3 separate regions of the Rattus norvegicus genome follow, and all the other regions are linked to region 2. Evidence: chromatin contacts called from public Hi-C data. All regions are on one chromosome and are shown on one strand. The core of a region is the stretch at or near the end of the contact, and the rest is flanking DNA. Distances in the headings are between cores, read along the strand shown. Region 1 has its middle 71 kb from the start of Noct. Region 2 has its middle 360 kb from the start of Noct. Region 3 overlaps Slc7a11 (solute carrier family 7 member 11).

Region 1 (4,638 bases), core at 404-2,903, 280 kb before region 2:
AACTCAAGCCAGAACGGCAGATTCATTTCAAGCTTAAAGCTCTTGGCCACTAAAATGATGTTTCTCTTACAAACTTTCTGAACAATTTGGTGTAAACGAAGGGTGCCCATCCCATTTAACATTGTGACATGGGATACAGTCCTACGATGTTGGGCTCTGTTCCTAGCCATCAGAGGTGCATGTAGCAGGAGGACTGCAGGCTGAACATATGTTCTGCGTCTTCCCTGTGCTTTCTGAGTGTAGAGCCTTCAAATACTCAGAGCTGTGGGAAGAAATGTCAGGGTGTTAGTCTCACTTGAAAGTCATATTTAATTTGATATTTCTAACATTGTTTATTGTTAATTTTTTGTTTTTAACAACATCTGATAATATAATATTTCCCACCCAATGAAGATTTCTAATGAGTTATTGGAAAATGAATTAATTGACTTATGTGTGTGTGTGTGTGTGTGTGTGTGTGTGTGTGTGTGTATGTGTGTGTGTGTGTGGAGAGAGAGAGAGAGAGAGAGAGAGAGAAAGAGAGAGAGAGAGAGAAAGAGAGAGAGAGAGAGAGAGAGAGAGAGAGAGGAGAGGAGAGGGGGGAAGGGGAGAGAAGGGGAAAGGGGAGAGACATGTTTATATGTAGCTCCAGTACCAATCATGATCAACTAGACTTTCTCTTTTCTTTTTTTTAAAAAAATTCTTCATTGTTAATAGAGTGTGAGGGGATGTGGGTTTGCCTGTGAAAGTCAGCGAGGCTCACTTGCTCCTTTCACTGTGGTATCTTGAAGCAAGCAGGGCAAACACTTTGACCCACTGAACCTTCTCACTCATCTTCTTTGTGTTAAAATTTGGGGTTTTATAGTGACATTTGTTAACTTCTGCTTTGTTTTTTGCCTTGACTATTTATTTATTATCTATTTGTTTATGGGGGGGGCACTACACAAACACACACCTTTGTGAACTCCTGCATGGTTAAAAATGAGGAGGAGTTGGGAGAGGGGGAAAGTAGTATCAGAATATATTGTATGAAAACAAACCATAAGGAAACGTGAGCTTGTCCTTTAAAAGCCAGGGCTCGGGCTGGAGAGACGGCTCAGTGGTTAAGAGCACCCGACTACTCTTCCAGAGGTCCTGAGTTCAATTCCCAGCAACCACATGGTGGCTCACAACCATCTGTAAAGAGATCCGATGCCCTCTTCTGGTGTATCCGAAGACAGCTGCAGTGTACTTATATATAATAAATGAATAAATCTTAAAAAAAAAAAAAAAAAAAAAAAGGCCAGGGCTCCCAGGTGCAGATTAACACATATCTTCAAGGCTGGGGTTAGAGGTTTTCTTTTTGGGATGTGCGCCCCCTACTGGAGCCTGGTGCTTTTGACCTTGACCCACCTCGGGGTGAGGGCTGACTGGTATAATTACATAAGACGCGTATTGCTGACTTCCTTCAGGATCGTGCGTGCATGCATTCCTTCCCTTATCTTTTTGATTTGGAAGGAGAGTCCAGAATGCCTGTCAGCTTAGTCTTTGATGTGGGGGACAAAGACTAATAAAAACATTAAAAGCATCTTTTCCTCCCGTTTCACTTGACTCGCTGTGTCTGCCGCAGACCCTGCCCGATTGACAGAACATTACATAGATAACCCCCTTCTTAAGTGGCGGCGAGGCAGCAGCGGGCAGTTTTTCATTTAGAGTCTATCAACTGAGAATTGATAAAGTCATCATGGAACAACTGTAGTTTGACCCCGACCTGACAAAAGAGATCGAAAATGTCTTGGATAGAGAGAATCAAGGGGTTGGCTCCATCCCTGCCTGGGAAAAAGGCTTGGAGTGGGCCAAGGGCTAACACCCAGGCACTCCACGAGTATGTTTAATAACTGAGAAGTAAATAATGAAAGGGATGTCAATAAACAATCGCGATTTAATAAATTATTCATTTTAACAACCTACCAGTGTTTGCCCAGGGATGTAGTTTTTTTCTCCGTCTGAGGGATTGGTCTGAACCTGCCTGGCTGCGATGCTGTTCACCATCCTTGACAGCAGGGGGCACTCACGTCACGCCTGAAACAGATAGATGCCAAACTCCTCGGTTTATGTAGGAGGGAAAGATTGAGAAGTTGATGGGAGAGCATCAAGAGGAGGTGGAGGGGAAGATAGAAAATGAGTGGATAGATACTGAAATGAAAAAAAAATTTCCGCAGGCAGATCAAATTCACCCTTGCACCGAAGCAAAGCGTCAAGAAATAAATAGAAAACAGTCACTCTATATTTTGTTGGTTAAAATAACTTATTTATTTGAAACTCATAAGATGACAGATTTGGAGCAGTCAGGGCAAGGGCAAAGAGATATTCGAAATTTAACAGATTTATTTCCATCTTGAAAATCCTGCTGTGATTTTTTTTCCCCAGGAAACACTCCCAGAAAATAACTGATTCTCTTGGGCTGGTGTGAAATATAAAAAATGATAATAATTAAAAAAAAAACCCAAACAAACCCAAACGGCCCCCAGACAGCTGAGGGGCTATAGGCTGTATGTTCTTCTCTCCTTAGAGGCAAGCTCTCACTGTGGAGCCCAGGGGTCCTCGTGAGAGTTGGGCTCACGTGTGCCCAGGCCCTTGTCCATCTGCCAGAGCCTTTGGAAGAAAGTCCCCACCACAGCTGAAGGCGAAGGTTTCTTGGAAATGAACTCCCAGGGTCAGTTCAACTCTGCGTGCGTTTTCCTTTCTCACGGACTTGAGTGACAGCCCCCACTTTATGAAACTGTCTCCCGGGAAGCAACGTTCCTCCTACACATTGAAGAAAGGCCGTTGTGGTCCCTGGGATATTTACTGTGAACCCAAGGCACCGAGAGCAGAATGCATTCTCGATCGATGGCCATGCAGATGCTAAAGTGAGTGGTATTTATTTATAATAATGCGTGAGGCGGCCCACAGGGAAATGTCATCTTGTTTGTAATCAATCCCAGTGTGAGGCTCCTGCCGCAGCACAATCAGGCCTTGCATTAAGTGACAAATTGGCTCCTTCTTCTCATTCTCACTGTCATTTCTCTTCAGCGGGGATAGATCATCTCTGCTACAAGGCCTCGGAGCTTGTACCACACACAGATACACATGCATATGCAGGCCCTGTGAACGCACTCGGGATAAAAGCCTCCAGTGATAGCAGGTATGACAGGAAACAGGCAAATGAGAAAGGCCCCCTGTGCTCACGGTGTCTTGCTGCCTGGCGATGTCGCTGTATCCGGTGAAGGCATGTCACTGTTAGGGATTGAACTGTCTCTCAGAATCTGTACGTCGAAGCCTCTAACTGCCAGTGCAGCAGCATTAAAAAAAATTGTGTGGGGGTTGGGGATTTAGCTCAGTGGTAGAGCGCTTGCCTAGCAAGCACAAGGCCCTGGGTTCGGTTCCCAGCTCCGGAAAAAAAAAATTGTGTGTGAACAGGTGTGAGGGTGTCAGATCCCTGGAACTGGAGTTACAGACTGTCGTCAGCTTCCTTGTGGGTGCTGGGAATTGAACCTGGGTCCTCTGGAAGGGCAACCAGTGCTCTTCATCACTGAGACGTCTCTCCAGTCCATAAAGTTTATTGCCTCCACCCCAACCCCTGATCCCCAAGACAGGGTTTCTCTGTGTAGCTGTGGCTGCCCTGGAACTCACTCTATAGACTAGTCTGGCCTCATAGAACTCACGAAGACGCCCGCCTCTATCTCCTGAGTGCTGGGATTAAAGGTGTGGGCCGACACTGCCCGGGGGCCCTGTGACAGTATTTAAACACAGGCTGGGTGTACCGTGATAGAAGAATTGAGACTCTAGAGGCTCAATCTCTGGCCTTCATCCCCCAAATAGGCCATTAAGGGGGTAATTAAGGTTAGGCCTAAGAATGGTGCCTGAGTCCGCCTCAGCTGGGCACCTTCATCCCTCTCTTCTGGAGTTTTTGAATCAAGGACTTATTCAGTATCAGTAGCCCATGTTGGCTTGGAACTCACTAGGCCCAGGCTGGTCTTGAATCCATTATGTGGCCTAGACTACTAGTCTTAGACTCATGATCTTCCTGACCTGTGTTACAGGCATCATACCCAACCCTCAGTGGGCCATCATCCAATTTCTTTTTTCTAATACAAACCTGGCTGTCCTGGAACTTGCTCTGTAGACCAGGCTGGCCTCAAACTCAGAGATCCACCCTCTTTTGCCCTCAGAGGGCTGGGATTAAAGGCCTGTGCTGCCATCACTTATACGACTACTATTTGCTACTATTTTAAGGTGAGGAATAGATGCTAGATGTGAAAAAAGGGATTTTTCTATCTGAACGTAGCCATCTGCGAGGTAGGGCGAAATCAGTTTGTTCTTGGGCTACCGGCCCCCAGAGCTGTAAGAGAAATGCTTTCTTTTGCTTAAGCTGCCTTGTCTGTAACTTTGTCATAGATGCCTGGGTAGACTGTAAGCATCATTGCACTTACATTGAGGGCACAGACTGGATGTCCGTGTCTCCCCAAAAGCACTGTGTTGAGCTCCTCATGCCCCCGGTAATATTTATAAATAGGGCTGTTGGAAGTGTGGTACTTTTGTTTTTGTCACCATAAGAAAATACTGAGAAAAGGCATGTATGAAGAAGAGGTCTGGTTAGCTTAGTTTTAGAGGCTGACAGTCCCAGTGACGCTGTGC
Region 2 (4,146 bases), core at 866-3,365:
CCCTGGGTGTTAGGACTACCCTTTTCCTGCATTTTAATTTGTATGAGGAACTCGCTCTGCTCCTTCTAACTCTCCAGTGAACCCTCAGGCCATGGGAAAAGAGCTGTCAGTTCTGGCAGGAGGTGCTCCAATCTCTGGCATCTCTGCACTCCGAGAGGGTTTCTGGGTAGAGTCTCAGAGTCTTGTTGGAAGCCATGGTCGGGCTGCCTGGCTGCGTCCCTTGGGTCATGTGGATTCTCTTTCTCTAACACCCAGCTTTTTAAGGCTTTCTCCTTTGCCTGGAGAAAGGCTCCCCATTGATGCTACAGGTCAGGGAGCCTCATTAGACGGGAATACATTAGAGGTGAGATGTGTAGCAGATCCTTCTATGATGATTGAGATGTTATCATCTGCTGTGTCCAACACGGTGGGCAGTGACCAAATGTGGCCATTAGCACCTGAACCGTGGCCAGTGCAATTAAGGAACAGAATTTTTAATTAGAATTAATGTAAAGTTCAACAGTTATCTATGGCCAATGGATGCTCTATTGGCCAGTGAAAGACTGGGCTGTAACCATAAAGTCCATGGGAGATGCCGTTCTCTCTCTCTCTCTCTCTCTCTCTCTCTCTCTCTCTCTCTCTCTCTCTCTCTGGCTTGATTGTTGTACTATCGTATAAAAGACTGCCCCATCACAATCTCAATTTTGCTAGTGTTAGCTTTTTTTTGACCACACCCTCTTGTTTTTCACTGCCTCTACCTACCCCCATATCAAAGATACACCTTAGTCATGAATTACCTTACAAGAAGGGACAGCAGAATGGAGTTTTCACATTCTGCTATGAGTCCTTATCTCTTGGGTTGGTCAATGACTGGAATCCTAGTGAAAGGCACACTGTCCCCAAATGCAATGTTAGGTAGACCAGTTATCTTGGGGAAGGACTGGGTCATCTGCTGTGGTGTTGCCACTAACGCAGCACCCCATTGCCTGGCTGTCCTTGGCACAGGGTTTCAAAGTTGTTTGGAGACTTGTGGCACAGATTAGACCAGGTGAGAGTTTTCCTTTGACAACAAGCTCTTGCAAAAAATGACCTTATAAAACAAATTATGCCCTAAACTATGCACAAGTAAAAATAAACATAGGTGCTAGGAGCATAGTTAATTGGGTAAGCACTCAAGTTTGATTCCCAGAACTCAGGAGAAGGAGAAAGTGGGTGATGGCGGCACATCCTTGTAACCCCAATTCTGGAGAGTCCGAGCAGCTCCCTGACCCACATATGTACGTGTGCACGCACACATACTCACATGCATACACACACATGTGCACACACATTCACATGCATATAACACACTCACATGCACACACATTCACATGCACACACATATGCACACATACTCATATGCACACACATGCATACAACACACTCACATGCACACACATTCACATGCACACACATGCACATACATACACTCACATGCTCACACACATGTACATACATACGCACACTCACATGCACATACATGCACACACACATGCACACACACACGCACACACACTCACATGCACGCACACACTCAAATGTACACACACACACACACATGCACACATGCACGCACGCACACAGCAGGTATAGGACATGAAAGACAACAGGACTTAGGATGAAAGACGGAACTATCACATTCTCCCATTCTAACGAGGGAGAAATGCTAACTACCCCTCATTTCCCATACTCAAGCTTTCTTCATTCTCTGACTGCTGCCATCACTCACACTCCTGGCCCTGGGCTCTGCAGATCTCAGTTGCTAAAATTCCACAAACAAGAGGCGAGAACAGCAGCAGAAACCTCAAGTCTGTAAAAATCTCTCTCTGGCTCCTGTGGTTTACCGTGCTAGTTAATTTGAGCTGTCCCAGTGAGCGCCCAGAGTGACAGAAACAACAGCCAATCTGCTGTTGTACAAGCCAGTGCATACAGCCTGTTTGCTAACGCCTTGGAAAATGTCTGCAGAAATGCAGCTCACAGGGACGCTTCTTTAAATTAAGCCGGGTTTGTAAAGAGCCCGTTTACTGTCTGATGCAGCACTGACTCCCGTGGCAGAGCGGAATTTGAGGCTAGATGCCAGTGAGTAGAAAACAGCTTGGGTACCAAACGGTGAGCCTGAGTGGCAGGAAAAAGACTGTTAGAACACAAGGCTTCTTCCTGGGATCTAAGGGACAGGAAAAATCCAGAAGGATGAGTCTTGAGACAGTGCACAGATTGGTTGTCCAGGAAGGCTGGTATGCCGAGGATGAAGGATGAGAGAGACCAGAAACAAGAAGGGAGGGGAATCCTATTTTACTGTTTGATTTCCTGAAGGTTGAAAGCAAGTCACTGAACCAGATGACCAGACAGTACTGAGTCCTACCTACTACTTCCCTGCTCCATGCTGAGCTTCAATTCTATAAATAAAACATTAGCAAGCAAACAAGCAAAGCCTACACTCACATGTTCCTCCCATTAGGAGAAGTGTTTGCCAGTCACGAGAGGAACGGTTTAGACTCACTAGTACAATCGCCTTCACGTTTCTTGCAGAAAAATTAAAATGCAACAACAAGGTGGTTCTCTTCATATCCTTGCCTCTGACCTGGCCTCCCATCCCAAGGCAACCTCTTCCCATTTTCTCTGGAGACAGAGAGATCATGGCTGGCTGACATCTAATTGCAAAGCTTGTTATACATGTCAGGGACCGTTTTAGGCACGCTTTTCTAGAGGAACGGAGCTAAAAGAACGTAGCTTTGTTATTACAGTAGATTTGTTAGATTGGCTCATGGTGTACGGTTCGGCGAGAAGTCCAACGATGGCCGTCGGCCATCCTTGGCTGCCTGCTGGGAGGTGCCTGCGTGGAGGGCAGGTGTGCCTGCTTCAGTTAATATCCTTCTGGAAACTTCCTCACAGCCCCACAGGCATGCTTTAGCTTCAGGTTGGTAACCAGAACGAACGCTCACAGAGACTCTCCCTTTGATGGACTCTAGAATCAACTTAAGAGCACAGCCCTTAGGGACAGAGCACTGCTTCGGATTCTTAAGGGAGGGCAATAAGAAGCCCAGGGAGAGGCACAAAAACGTTAAAATGTTAGGGTTCAGACCAAGTCATCCAGTAGACTGGGATCTGCTAGTTAAAAACTTCCCCCAAACACAGTTTATAGACTATCTTCTATCTACTCAGTTGGAAATTAAAAGTTAAAGAGTTACAGGGTGCTTGTGTCTTGCCATGAGTGATTAGGTAGTAAAACTTTCATATATATATATACTTCCAAAATATGAATATGCCTGAGAATTGGTTCAGTTGGGAAGTATATTTAAGCCCCAAGTCCCTCTATGCTGGAGTCTACTTGTGCATTCTATCCTTTCTCCTAAGCGGGAGGCTATTGTAGGAGTCAGAGGGAGGAATTAAAGCGTAAGCCACCAGACAGAGGCTTACTCACGTATGAGTGTGATGTGGGGGAATTCCTCTCCAAACCTCAATTTCTCTCACATGGGAAGTAGCTACAAATATTGCTCCTCACGGAGTTGTAACTATTAAACGAAACAAGGCATAAAATGTGCTCAGCAGAATTGCGCTCAGTGCGCATGACCGTCCTTCCGAAGGCTTTCTCTTGTCGCGGAGCAGAGAACCATCCGCCCTCCGCAACGCTCACGTGTTTTCTGTGTCTGCTGCTATGTGTCGTAGTAATAGTTCTTAGTAATGTACAGGTTTGTAAGCTCTAGCCATCTTGTATATTTTCTGGTGTTGCGGGCACAATTTGTAGGAGGGTCAGCAGTGCCGTATTTCAGGGCTGAGGTGGATGTCTGTGGGTCAGCACGGCTCTTGGAACCTGCCAATGACAGAATGGTAAGTTACTGTAATTTTTGAATGGTATTTCAACCCTGAGCAATCCTGGGAAGAAAACACTTACTTTGATTCAGCATTTCAGAGAGGTAGGTTCCAGGAAGGTGTGAGCATGAGTCCAGCTTGTCACATGGTATCATTAGTCCGAGAGTGAACAGGAAGCAGGACAGGCTATTTTTTTTTTTCGGAGCTGGGAACCGAACCCAGGGCTTTGCACTTGCTAGGCAAGCACTCTACCACTGACCCAACCTCCAGGGAAGGCTATTAAACCTCAAGGTCCACCCCCAGTGACGTATCTCTTTC
Region 3 (3,967 bases), core at 975-3,474, 450 kb after region 2:
GAGGCGATTATGTTAAGCAAGTAATGTGTATCGGTAACATGGAATCAAATTATGAGGGTCACTAGCTTCCTGGCTTTCCCAGTGCATTAAATGAAGACATAAGATTGCATTTGTGCTGGGTACTTCTTGAGGCCGCACAGTGTCAGCACTGTCCAGTTGTTCATACTTCACAGCATGTCACCTCTAATTTCATGGGATTATCTGCACGGCTGCTTTATTAGATGGTCGCTATCTTGAGAGTCCTTTGAACTCACAGCAGGGCCATGCACAGCCATTACTGTGAACGCTTCTCTTACGTACACAATTCTTATTACCGTCGCCGTTTTACGAAGGCAGATACAGCCCACCACCCTCCTGCCTCCAAAACTCTGCGCTCATTTGTTTGCACCACAAGCCGCCCCACGGGAAAACCCTGAGTGCGAAAGATGCTTTGGAGGGCTCCCTTTAAAAAGCTGTCCAGCCGGCGTGGTGGATTCATGGTGGAAAGGCGTGTGGTCCTCGGGTCAACAGCATCAGGATCACATGGGGGCACAGGAGAGGTGCTGATCTCATTAAATCAGAAACCCAGGGATGGGCTCAGTGGCCCGTGCTTTAACAAGCCTTCCCTGGTGATTTCGAGGAAAGCACGGCAGTGCAGTAACATTCATGGGGTAAAGAATGGGGTAGACCTATATATTTGGGGATAGAGCAATAGACAAGTTATACAGAATGCCTACCCCCATGGATCTCATTATATTGCAAAGGTACTTTGTTCTGATAAAATGTTCTTTCTTCCATATGCCAACATCAGTCCCTGGAACTAGTCTTCTGTATTCTTTGGTAGCAGAAAATGTGAGAGATGACCCAGACCCGATGTCTTTGTGTATTTCAGAACCATCCCCCTTGCAATCTGCATCTCTATGGCCATCATCACAGTTGGCTATGTCCTGACAAATGTGGCCTATTTTACAACCATTAGCGCCGAGGAGCTGTTGCAGTCCAGCGCTGTGGCGGTGGTAAGTCAACATTACAGTTCCCACAGTTAGAATTTAGGCTAATGAGTCGAGGATGGACTCTGCTTTATCATGGCTCCCTACAGGAGAAAGTGTTTTGAAGTTAGTCATCTTTTCTTGACCTGAATGATAATATTTTGAAGATTTAAAGTGTACCCTACTTAGATTCTGCTAACTCTACCCTGAGAGCTCTTTGTTATTTTTTTTTTAATTCTCCTAAAAGGCATTTTTATATAAAGCTGCCTAAAAAGGCTTTCCTACAAGGAGGGAGTATTTTCCCAACATGTTTCTAAGGACAGGCGGAGTTTCTGAATGCAAATCAAGGCAAGTTTTGATATGCAAAGTATAATCCACTCTTCTCATTTCTGGTTATCAACTTTTCAAATGTTGACTTGAATCCTCTCCCCAAATTATTTTTCTAGAAATTTCAGGAGGACCATGTCTATTCATCCATTTGTAGCATGACTTGGAATAGTGGTGTTGTGGTGGTTTTTATAAATTTGGGAACAGGTAGGCAATTAAATGTTAAAGAGATGTTACAAAGAGATGTTCCAGCAACACTTGGAGATGACTGTGCATTGTAACCCCCTAATTCCAAAGATTTTCCACAAAATTATTTCACACTGGAACTATATTCGTGTCCAAAGATCATGTTATGAGACTGCTTTTTCTTTTCACTCGTGTTTGCTCAGACATTTTAACTGGGAAGAAAGAATGCACTCATTAACTGGAAGCCAGGAAGGTGAAAACTTAAAAACACCCAGAGACACTCCCATCCACCAAACACAATTCCTTTTAACACAGTATCACTTCCTATCAGCAACACCCACGGAGAATGGCTACCTCCTGTGGTGCGAACCTGTATCTGAGGTCACAGTATGAAAAGGGCTTTGTCCACTGCCTTGAAATGTACAAAGCTTCCGGGTGTCTGGTCGGTTGCCTCACGTTTCTAGGCAAAGGGCAGCCCTAATTTGTGGAGAGCATAATGGGGTCTGTTAATTGCATAGCACCAGCTGCATCAAGGACAATGGGAAGAAAAAAATCCTGTAATAACCAAAAAAAAAAAAAAAAAAAAAAGCATCCTTTATACAAATGTGCAGGAGTGCCTAGGAGAAAATCTTAGAACTTTGTCTACCATTTGTTTATGCTTTGTGTCACTTGTCAGGATTGGAGTTGTGTTCTAGCATTTTACAGGAAACCCTGGTAGGAAATGACAGCCTCCTAGGGTCGGGGAGGGCTGACTCCATAAACTGGTTCAGCTGGTCTGGTCTGACTCGGGTAAAGAACCTTCAGACTGGCTCACTCATATGATGAAATAGTCAACTTGTCTATTGTTCTGATTTATCCTCCAGCATCAAGGTGGGCCAGTACCTGTCACACTCACGAGTGTACGTCTAGTGCTCCTCATACAAAGGTGGCTTTTTGGGATTGTGCAGAGCAATTTCTGTCCTTAAAGTAGAATTTCCTATCTAAGCCCCTTCCTCTTACCAGAGGCGATAGTTGATAAAGAGTCTGTAAACGGCTCGTTGCTTTGGAGGGACAGAGAAGGCGACTGTTTAGACCTTTGCCCACAGGTCTGAGACAGCAATGCCATGGTGCCCGCTTCTGATGATTGTCTTGGGAGTCAGTTTGACCCTAACGAAAAAGAAGGATTATAAAACATTCACGTAGCACCAGGCTAATGGAAAGTCAAAGAGCAAGTTTGGCCTAAATTGTTTCATTTTATTCCACTTTCGGGGAAAGCATTAATTTGCTCCGTTCTTTCCTTCCTCAGACCTTCTCTGAGCGGCTGCTGGGAAAATTCTCATTAGCAGTCCCGATCTTTGTTGCCCTCTCCTGCTTCGGCTCCATGAACGGTGGTGTGTTTGCTGTCTCCAGGTGAGCGAGTTCATGTATTTTCAGAAACACATTTCTGTTTTAGAGATTGGATGTGATAAGGATAACTTTTAAAGAGAAAAGCAATAGTTCCTCCGAACCTGTTGTTTTTAAAGGGATATGCGAGTTCCTAGTAGATTCCGGTGAAGCATGTTTCATTCTGTCCAGTAGAGGGCGCTGCGTGTCTACACATAGCCCACTCTGAGCAGGGCATGCTGCATTTTTTTTTTTTTTTTTTTTTGAAGAGTCTGTCTTCAGGGTTTTATAATGGCCTTTATTTCTAGCGATAAAGTCTTTTGTTTTTGTGAAGGTGCCACGGAAAACAGTAAAGTCGAAAGCAGAAATCACCACCCTGCCATCTGTAACCCTTTTTCTTAGTTCGTTGGTACCAAAATCTTTTTTTGCCTATTTATGTTACAATTTAGAGAGAGGTTAACATTGCATGCATGTACATATGTGTACATGTGCAATGCATGTGTGCTACTTTGGACTGACACTAGCAATCTAGCACTGAATTTGCCACCAGCTACTCCTATATAAGAAGAACTCTACTCAGTGCAATATTTCTATTGTTTTTCCTCAGAGCAATATAAGGTATTTCCCAGACTCTGTAGGTCCTGAAATGAGACTTAGGATGAGATCTTCCCCTTGTCTTCAAAGCACAACCCAAATGACCAGAGGAGAAATGCCAAGACGCCTAGCATGAGGACGATGCATCCATGTTGCTTTGGGGATTTAAGAACTGCTCCATTTGAATGATTGATTCTGTAGTCAACTTCACCCTTCTTCTCCCTGCAGGTTATTCTATGTTGCATCTCGAGAAGGGCACCTTCCGGAAATCCTCTCCATGATTCACGTCCACAAGCACACTCCTCTGCCAGCTGTTATTGTTTTGGTAATGCATATTAACAAGGACATGCAGATATAACCTCACACAATGGTTAGGAAGGAGGGGATGGAACAGACATCCTGATTCACCACTGGGTTGGTGCTCAGTGTGTCGTGTTTGGGAGGCCAGAGATGTTTGCCTTGGCTTGCTTTGACTCCGTGCTTTTGATGTGTACCGGATGCCCTGGGATATGACCCACCTCACTTCTGCT

Evidence for each region. Hi-C and Micro-C count contacts between places; a contact is called where the count stands out from the background.
Region 1: a Hi-C map of kidney shows a contact between it and region 2, with 4 times the contacts expected there. The contact joins two enhancer-like sites. A contact is called at or near these places in 5 of 12 Hi-C or Micro-C datasets (the A7r5 cell line, frontal cortex, kidney and 1 more).
Region 3: a Hi-C map of frontal cortex shows a contact between it and region 2, with 4 times the contacts expected there. The contact joins two enhancer-like sites. A contact is called at or near these places in 6 of 12 Hi-C or Micro-C datasets (the A7r5 cell line, Schwann cells, frontal cortex and 3 more).

Annotation. Positions count from the first base shown.
Region 1 is chr2:137,348,281-137,352,918 of GRCr8, reverse strand. No RefSeq gene overlaps it. Among named protein-coding and RNA genes, the nearest start is that of Noct, 71 kb to the left of the region's middle. Within about 2 kb of position 1,653, at least 4 of the 93 cell types and tissues checked have an H3K27ac peak or open chromatin away from gene starts, as enhancers often do.
Region 2 is chr2:137,064,875-137,069,020 of GRCr8, reverse strand. No RefSeq gene overlaps it. Among named protein-coding and RNA genes, the nearest start is that of Noct, 360 kb to the left of the region's middle. Within about 2 kb of position 2,115, at least 12 of the 93 cell types and tissues checked have an H3K27ac peak or open chromatin away from gene starts, as enhancers often do.
Region 3 is chr2:136,610,173-136,614,139 of GRCr8, reverse strand. Slc7a11 (solute carrier family 7 member 11) reads left to right here. Exons shown (of 12, transcript NM_001107673.3): 7 at 872-995; 8 at 2,767-2,870; 9 at 3,666-3,762. Among named protein-coding and RNA genes, the nearest start is that of Slc7a11, 56 kb to the left of the region's middle. Within about 2 kb of position 2,224, at least 8 of the 93 cell types and tissues checked have an H3K27ac peak or open chromatin away from gene starts, as enhancers often do.